Regions from separate parts of the Mus musculus genome. Here region 1 is linked to region 2. The links are chromatin contacts, called in public promoter capture Hi-C maps. All regions are on one chromosome and are shown on one strand. The core of a region is the stretch at or near the end of the contact, and the rest is flanking DNA. Distances in the headings are between cores, read along the strand shown.

Region 1 (4,425 bases), core at 524-3,023, 520 kb after region 2:
CAGGAGGGTCAGAGGGTCAATGTAATCCTCAGCTACATAGTGAGTTTGAGGACAGCCTGGGACAATGAGACCTTGTCTCTAAAATAAAATCAAATTAAAAGTAGTAGCTAGTGATACGCTCCCATGTCTGGGGAACTCCACAATGGCTCATTGTGAATGTTGTGCAGTGGCTTAGTTGGGGTTTTACTGCTGTGAACAGACACCATGGCCAAAGCAACATATAAGGAAAACATTTAATTGGGTCTGGCTTACAGGTTCAGAGGTTCAGCCCATTATCAAGGCGGGAGCATGGCAGTGTCCCAGGCAGGCCTGGTTCGCACAGAGCTGAGAGTTCTACGTCTTCATCTGAAGTCGGCTAGTGGAAGACTGACCTCCAGGCTGCTAGAAGGAGGGTACTAAAGCCCACTCCCACAGTGACATGCCTATTCCAACAAGGCCACACCCACTCCAACAAGGCCACACCCACTCCAACAAGGCCACACCCACTCCAACAAGGCCACACCTCCAAATAATGCCACTCCCTGGACCAAGCATATATAAACCATCACATGCGGCTAGTGGATAGTTTTTGTTTGTTTTTATTTTGTTTTGTGTTCTCTCCTCAGACAGGGTTTCTCTGTGTAGCCCTAGCTATCCTAGAACTCAGTTTGTAGACCAGGCTGGCCTCAAGCTTGGAGATCTGCCTGCCTCTGCCTCCAGAGTCTTGGAATTAAAAGCGTGCGCCACCACTATCTGGCCTCCTAGTATAGGCAGCTTTATCTCAGCTGGTAAACAACGTCTGTCCTTTGCGCAGGAGTCGATGTGACCTTATCCCTTTTCTGCAGAAGCAACTCTGAGCAAACGCCTGGGTACAGAGCTGTTGGGATCTTGCTTTCTTGGTCTACCCAGCAAGAGACATCCTGAAATGTTCAGGGTATATAACAGGTTGCTCGCTCTCTCTCTCTCTCTCTCTCTCTCTCTCTCTCTCTCTCATGTTTTTATCTTTTTTAAAATTTATTTTGTTTTAAAAAATGTTTTCCTTTAAGTGTACCGCATGTATGCAATACCTATGCTGGCCAGAAGAGGGAACCAGACTCCCATGGAACTGGAGATATAGCTGGTTGTATGTGGTGTTGTAGGTGCTGGGGATGGAAACTGGGTCCTTTGCAAAATAAGCAAGAGCTCTTAACCACTGAGCCGTCTCTCCACCCCCTATATTGCTTTTTGTTTTGTTTGGGTTTTGGCTTTTCAATACAGGGTATCACTATGTATCCCCAGTTGTTCTAGAACTCTCTATGTAGACCAGGCTGGACTTGAACTCACAGAGATCTGCTTGCCTCTGCCTCCCAAGTACAGGGATTAAGGATATGCACCTCCATCCCTAGCTCTAGATTGTTTCCTTAACAATTTAATTACTTGTCCATTGTCTGTCTGTCCAACAAAGACACAGGAGCTCAGGGACTTTGTCACTCACTCTAAAAGTGGCGCATTGCAGTTGCTAATAAATACTTGTTGAATGAAAGAACTACTTTACATCCATCCATCCATTCATTCTCACTAGTCAATCATTCATAAATATCAGATTGAATGCCTGAGCTTGGGAATACAGATAGAAACACCAGACATTATGTCAGGCCTGCAATGGGAGGAGACAAGGGTGATGTCATTGTGCTTATCGTGGTATCTGAGAGAGCCAAGGTCACACCCCTTAACCAGTCCAAACGTCACTGTATACTAAGCTTGTCCCACGTAGAGAGAGAAGGAACTAAATAGCTTTCCGGAGCTGCTGTCCCCACACTTTGAGTCTAATGCACGGTGTCTCAAGAGGTTCCCTGAAGATCAGACATTATGTAGGTACTGTGAAGATAGAAATAGAGTAGGTGAGGGAGTGATGGATGGAGAGAAGCTGCTTTGAGCCAAGGGAGGCTTCTCTGGGAAGATACTGGGACCCATTTCTGCCTCTCCGAGGGAGGAACCAATGGACGATAAAAGCTTCACAGAGAGACTTGAGATGCAGAGACACACCCTCCCTCCCCGCAGTGATGGATGACAGATGCAGAGAGCCCCGGTGGTGAGCACCTTTGAGAGTGAGCACTGCTGAGTCTGGAGCACGTGGAGGGAGGGAGAGGGGAAGAGATGAGGGGGCCAAGTGATGTTCTTTTAGAGTCATAGGCCATGAAAAGACTTTGGACTTTGGTCTGGGCTTTCTAGCAGGTTCTAGACTGAGACCCAGTGGATCAACAGATGCCTTGGTTCTTTTAGAGTCATAGGCCATGAAAAGACTTTGGACTTTGGTCTGGGCTTTCTAGCAGGTTCTAGACTGAGACCCAGTGGATCAACAGATGCCTTGGCAAGCAGGCCTAGTGGGGGCATGGGGGGGCTCAGGTCTCAGGGGTATCATCAACTTCATGCAATCATCAGCAAAACAGCAGCTGAGGTGGAGAGTCATGAGGGAAGCAGCCAGGGAGCCACAGGGGAGGGTGACAGATAAACATGCATTCAATGTCCCCTGGGACCCCACATGCAGGACAGTTGGTGCTTGTCATTGGTGCCAGCGGTATAGAGGATGTATAGGTGCTATACTGTGAGGCAGGATCCGGACTGCAAGAGGCTAGGCTAGAATATATTAAAGGCATGTTTGTTGGGAAGCTGCTCTCAGGCAAGTTCACTGGCCCCAAAGACTGAGGCCAGGGAAGTCACCATGGGGAAAGCAGAGGGGCAGTGGGGAGGGAGAGAGAGGAGGAGTGCCAGAAATTCCAACGTACCCAGATTACATAGGAAAGAGCCTCTGCTGGTGGGAGGGTGGGGGGGAAGCAGCCCAGCTGCTAAGCTGGAAAGTTCAGGATTGGGGGCAAGGTATGCCAGATGGGGACTGAGGGATGCTGGGAGAATCTGGAGGCCAGGTCTGCTTTGATATGTAAAATATGCACCCAGTCCCTTGTCCTTGCAGAGCCAAACCTTGAGGCCTCAAGGTTCATCTTATGAATACTTTCAAAAGACTTCTGAGTCAACTTTTTTTCTTCCTTTTTTTTTTTTTTTTTTTTTTTTTTTTGAGACAGGGTTTCTTTATGTAGGTAGCCTTGGCTGCCTTGTAACTAGCTCTGTAGACCAGGCTAGCCTCGAACTCACAGAGACCCGCTTGCCTCTGCCTCCCATGCATTGGGATTAAATGTGTGCGTCACCACTACCCAGCTACCATTTTTGGCTTCTATGGTTGGGCAGTGGTGGCGCATGCCTTTAATCCCAGAACCTGGGAGGAAGAGGCAGGCGGATTTCTGAGTTCGAGGTCAGCTTGGTCTACAGAGTGAGTTCCAGGACAGCCAGGGCTACACAGAGAAACCCTGTCTCGAAAAACAAACAAACAAAAACCAAAACACAAAAAAGATTGGCTTCTATGAGGCTTTGGTGGGCTGTCTATGAAAGATGGGGAATTTGAGTGTTGTGGTCCAGAGATCTCACCTCTTAATAGAAGCCCCCTCTGGCTTTAACTATCGTTACACATTGAGGTCTCCATGAAGTTTTCCTATGACTAAAAGAATTAGCAGCTAAAATGATACCTACAGACTATTTATCATACATGTTACAGATTTTTTGAGACACCATTGACACACATGAAGCTACTATACACACTGGGCAAGCCTTTAATGTCAGCATTTGGCTCTGCAAGGACAAGGGACTGGGTGCATATTTTACATATCAAAGCAGACCTGGCCTCCAGATTCTCCCAGCATCCCTCAGTCCCCATCTGGCATACCTTGCCCCCAATCCTGAACTTTCCAGCTTAGCAGCTGGGCTGCTTCCCCCCCACCCTCCCACCAGCAGAGGCTCTTTCCTATGTAATCTGGGTACGTTGGAATTTCTGGCACTCCTCCTCTCTCTCCCTCCCCACTGCCCCTCTGCTTTCCCCATGGTGACTTCCCTGGCCTCAGTCTTTGGGGCCAGTGAACTTGCCTGAGAGCAGCTTCCCAACAAACATGCCTTTAATATATTCTAATCTGGCTTGAATTGGCTCAGTTCACCGGCGGAGAAAAAAAAAACCAATCACCCAGCTCTTGAGAGACAGAGAGAGGCAGGTAGATCAAGGCCAGTATGGGCTACATAGTGAGTTCTGGGATGGGCAGAGCTACATAGTGAAGTTTTCAAAATCGCATCACTGAAAGGAAGCTGCTACATAAGCCAGGTGTGGTGATGCAGAGCCCACACTTAGTGAGTGTGAGGTGGTGGGTTCCGTCCCTAGCATCAATTGGTCCAATGAGCTGGTCAGGGTACTGCTGTCTGAAACCTAATAACCTCAGTTCATTTCCTGGAACCCACATGGTGGAGAGAACCGATTCATGCAAGTTGATCTCTGACCTCCACAGCATGGTACACAGATATAATAGAGGGATAACATACAATGCAATAATTGCAAAAAGACCTATAGGCGTAATGGGCTTCTTGTCCCTG
Region 2 (4,752 bases), core at 772-3,271:
GAGAACAAATATCACACACCCCTTGAAGCTTATAATCTAAAATCAAAAATATTTTGCATGTTACTGAAAAAGTACATGGAGCTGAGGAAGGGGCAGTTCAGTGGTAGAACTCTTGCCCAGTATTTGTGAAGGGCTAGTTTCAATCTCTAGCACCACAAAAAATAAAATAATAAAAAAAGGCCAGGTGCTGGGGCACACCTATGATCTAGTATTTGGGAAGGGAGTCAGAAGGATCAGGAGTTCAAGGCCATTCTCAACTACTAGAGGAGCTAAGGTCAGCCTAGACCACAGGAGACCCTGTCTGAAAAAAACAAAAAAAAAAACAACAACAAAAAAACCAACCAACCAACCAAACAAACAAACAAAAAAACCCACACAAACCACCAGGAAAGGGGCAAAGAAGAAGGTGGTTTTTGCCAGTTTTCTTTTGGGGGCAGAGGGTAGGGTTTACAATAGAATGACTAAAGGTGGTGTATGTAAAGAAACTAAAGATATCACTGACTGAGCCAAGCAAAAATCAAGGGAAGAGCATTCCTACAAAGGGAGCAGAATATGCAAAGGCTCATGGGCGACAGGAGGGGCCATGGTCAGAGCAGAGGAGAAAAGATAACAAAGGACATTCTAATTACTGTATCAGTATGAGTGACCAGGAGGGTCCCTGGAAGGTTTCAAGCAACTAAGCGTACACCAAGCTGTTTTTGACAGGAACAGGGTCCCAGTATAAGGCCTGATATTCGAGGGCTCAAAGAATGACAACACTGAGAGGTAGTCTCCTCAGACCAAATAAGCTAGTTCAAACCAAATTAAAGTATAAAGGCAGGTTTATTGGGGACAGCGCTCTAGTGGGTTCACTGGTCCCAAAGAAGGAAAGTCGCCTTGCAAACAGGGAGACAGAGGGGTGGGGGAGAGAAGGAAAAACGAGCTCACATATGCAGAAAGTGAGAGAAATGCAGACAGAGGAATGGAAGGGTAAGTGAGAAGACCAAAATGTCAGGATTATATAGTGAAGAGCTTCAGGGGAGAGAAGCAAGCCCAGCCCCGGGACTGGAAACTTCAAGTAGGGACTGAGGGATTCTGGGAGAACCTGGAGGCCATGTCCGCTTTGGTAGGTTAAATAGGCACCTTAGCCAGCTGTCACGGGCCAGAAACCCAACAAACACGAAGATGAGTAAAAATCTATCTGGAATTCAGCCACCTCTTACAGTTCCACGATGGGACAATGAGATTAAAAACTGGTGGTGGTAGGTAGGGCTCCAGGTGGAAGGGACACACAGACACACACACAAGCCCTCCCCAATTCACTTTAAAGAATGACTAACCAAAGCAAAACAGGGATGGTATTGAGCTATCCAAGGTCAGCAGACGGCCTGGGAGAGAGCAGGCACAAACGGTCAATACACAAACGCCCTCTCCTCCTGGGCGGCCGCGTGGGGGACGTCCTCAGGTGCACGGCCATCCATCGACCCAGCCAAGCGTCAGCAGTGACTCATGCCAGGCTTCCCGCGCGGACGTGGGCCGACTGGGTAGGCAACGATGGACTGCGTAGCCCCACCCGGCACGCCAGCCGGCTTCCTACCGCCTCCAGGTGAGATGGATGGCAACGGGAGGCGCCACCGCCGAGAGGAAGCTGTGGCTAGTGGCCACTCTAGGCCTCAGTTTCCCCAAACGTACAAGGGGCAGCGGCGCCCAGCGTCCCATCCCCCAAAGCCGGGCGCAGCGTGATCAAAAGGGTAGAAGCAAGGCGATCGCTTCGCCCCACCCAGACCCTGGTGGCCCAGGCAAGTGACAGGAAGAGCGTGAGGGCCCCGACTCACCACAAATTAGCGGCACCGCGGCGTGGGGGGACGGAACGCGCGCGTCGGTCACTGCTTGAGAGTCCGCGTGGGGGCCAGGCCCAGTGACCAGTCTGCTTGCCTCTCCTTGCTGCCGCGGCTCCTCGTTTAGCTCGTGCACACCACCTGCTCCACGATCCCCAGCGATTATGGCGGCGGAGGAGGATTTTTGAAAGCCGGCAGTTTCTTTCCTTCGATTTGATTTGTTCAAGCCGGAGCGGGGTTTTGCCGGGCCGGCTTGCGGGGCCTACTGGGAAAGGAAGTCCTGTCCTCCGGCGCTGGCATGGCGGGACGCGCGCGATGAACTACAATTCCCATGATGCAGAGCGCTCGGACTTCGCAACCCTCCTCTCCGCCCTCTCGGCTTCTGGCTCTTTCTCTACAGTACTCTGTGGGATGGTATTTGACGGAAGCGCCCGCAGACTACAAATCCCGACAGACCATGCCGCGAAGTAGCCGCACCCTTCCGTAGAGGTTAGCGCTCATTCATGCAACTTTATTGACAAAGGCGAAACAGTGAATCACTGGATCACTTCAGCATTGATAGGGATCTACTTGCTAAAAGAAATGACTTTAAAAACAAATTCTAATTCCCCTGAAATTGAAAGGAAACTCCAAAGATAATTTTTAAAAATGGAGAAAGTCATTTTGTAATAGAGACAAACTCCAGGCATCGCCTTAACCAACTGGTTCATATTAACATCAATATGAACACAGCATGGCGCACTGATGACACAGCATGGCTGTCCATTCTTCAAATGGATAAAATTAATCAAATCAGAGAGAAAGAGACGGAGAAACAGAGAGCCGGGGAGGGTGGGGAGAAAGAGAGAAAGAGAGAGAGAAAGGAGAGAAACAAAAGCCAAAACCATCTTCCAGAATAACTGGTCTGTATTGTTCCAAATTCTCCTGTGCCATTCAATTTGAAGAATGTTACTCCTTAAAGCCTATGGAAGCCGGGCAGTGGTGGCCCACGCCTTTAATCCCAGCACTCGGGAGGCAGAGGCAGGTGGATTTCTGAGTTTGAGGCCAACCTGGTCTACAAAGTGAGTTCCAGGACAGCCAGGGCTATACAGAGAAACCCTGTCTCGAAAAAAACAAACAAACAAAAAAGACTATGGAAAACGGTTGCTCTGGGGCATAGCTCAATGATAAGTGTATGCATTGAGTTTGAGTTCATCCCCAGCCCTAAAAATTAAACAAATAAATATGAAACAGACATGTTTAATAAGTGAAATACCCGGGCCTGGGTTTCATCTTTCACGGGGCAACAGAGATTTGCTATAAAGGACAATACTAAAATAATTAGCAAAATGTGTCTGTATAGTAAGTGTTACTATCAATATAAGGTGGGTTTTTTTTTGTTTTTGTTTTTTGCTTTTTGTACTGTGGAGTATGTGTGATAGTGTGAAATAAAGTAAGAGAAGTCTTTTTACTCTTCCTGGCATGTACTTCTAATGTCCTTGGCAGACACCCAACCATTGTATGCTGCAAAAATCAGTGAATGCTGGGTGTGTGGGAAAATACTCTATATGGAATCCTTGTCTGTCTGATTGTTGAATGAGAGATTGGGGTGACATGTATTTTCTTCTATATTTTCTTTCTTCTTGGAGAAAACTGCTGAAATGATTAGAGATAAAGAGACATGATGTTTAAAACTTATCCTCAAAGAGTATTATTATTATTTTTTTTTAAATGTGTGGAGTAGGGCTGGAGTGTTGACTCGGCAGGTAAGTCACACATCCAGAAGACGCAGGTTCAAGTCCCAGCACCCACAGGGCAGTTCACAGAAGTCTGGAACTACAGTTCCAGGAGATCCAAAGCCTTCTTCTGACCTCAGCATGCATTGCATACATGTAGGGCACAAACATACTTGCAGGCAGAAACATATAATATATATATACTTTTTTGTTGTTTTTTTTTTTGTTTTGTTTTTTTTTGAGACAGGGTTTCTCTGTATAGCCCTGGTTGTCCTGGAACTCACTTTGTAGACCAGGCTGGCCTCGAACTCAGAAATCCGTCTGCCTCTGCCTCCCAAGTGCTGGGATTAAAGGTGTGCACCACCACTGCCTGGCTTATACTTTTTCTTTCTCTCCAGCCCCCAATCGATAATACTTGAAAATAGGTTTTCCCCACGTATCCCTGGCTGTTCAAGAACTTGCTCTGTAGTCCACGCTGGCCTAGAACTTGGATATCCACCTGCGTTTGCCTCCTGAGTGCTGGGATTAAAAGTGTGCACCACCACCACCACCAGGGTAACTTTTTTGACCGTTATATAAAGAAAATGTTAGTTATAATTGCTTCAGGTCCTCTCCAAGAGCAGCATGTGCTCTTAATGTCAGCGCTGTCTCTCCAGTATGCATGAAGTTTGTTTGTTTGTTTTATGGAAGGTTTGCACATTGTTTACTTTTAGACAAGATCAGTCTTAAACATAGCCCAAGCTGTCCTAGAACTTAAGATCTCTTGACTTAGCCTCCCAAGTGCGGGGATGAACACACTGCAATACCTTGAGAACTGAAGCGGTGATTAATGCCTTCCTTTATTGACTGTGTTACGGTCGTCTGTCTGTCACTAGCTGATCTTGTGTGTGAAGTCACGCTCCTCTCTTTTACAAGGATTGTTATTTCATGTGTACGGGTGTTTTGGCTGCACGGATATCTGTCCACTATGTATGTGTGGTGCACACTTGATGTGAGCTGCCACACGGGCACAGGGAATTGAACCCTGGTCCCTCTGGAAGAGGAGCAAGTTCTACATGCTGAATGCTATATTCAGCCTCTTCAAAAAAATTAAATTGTATTATTTTATGTCTATTAGTGTACTGCTTTCATGTACATCTGTGTGTTTCTTGTACCTTGTGCCCATGGAAACCAGAGGATGTCAAATCCTCTGGAAATAGAGTTATAGACAGGCTCAAACC

What was found. Promoter capture Hi-C pulls out the DNA fragments that hold promoters and counts their contacts.
Region 1: a contact with region 2 is called in a promoter capture Hi-C map of pre-B cells. The contact joins the promoter of 1500009C09Rik here to the promoter of Rangap1 in region 2. A contact is called at or near these places in 2 of 39 promoter capture datasets (liver and pre-B cells) and 1 of 484 Hi-C or Micro-C datasets (CD8 T cells).

Annotation. Positions count from the first base shown.
Region 1 is chr15:82,250,699-82,255,123 of GRCm38.p6, forward strand. 1500009C09Rik (RIKEN cDNA 1500009C09 gene) reads left to right here and starts at 1,774. Exons shown (of 2, transcript NR_037697.2): 1 at 1,774-2,050.
Region 2 is chr15:81,727,898-81,732,649 of GRCm38.p6, forward strand. It overlaps Rangap1 (RAN GTPase activating protein 1), which reads right to left and starts at 2,022. Exons shown (of 16, transcript NM_001146174.1): 1 at 1,815-2,022.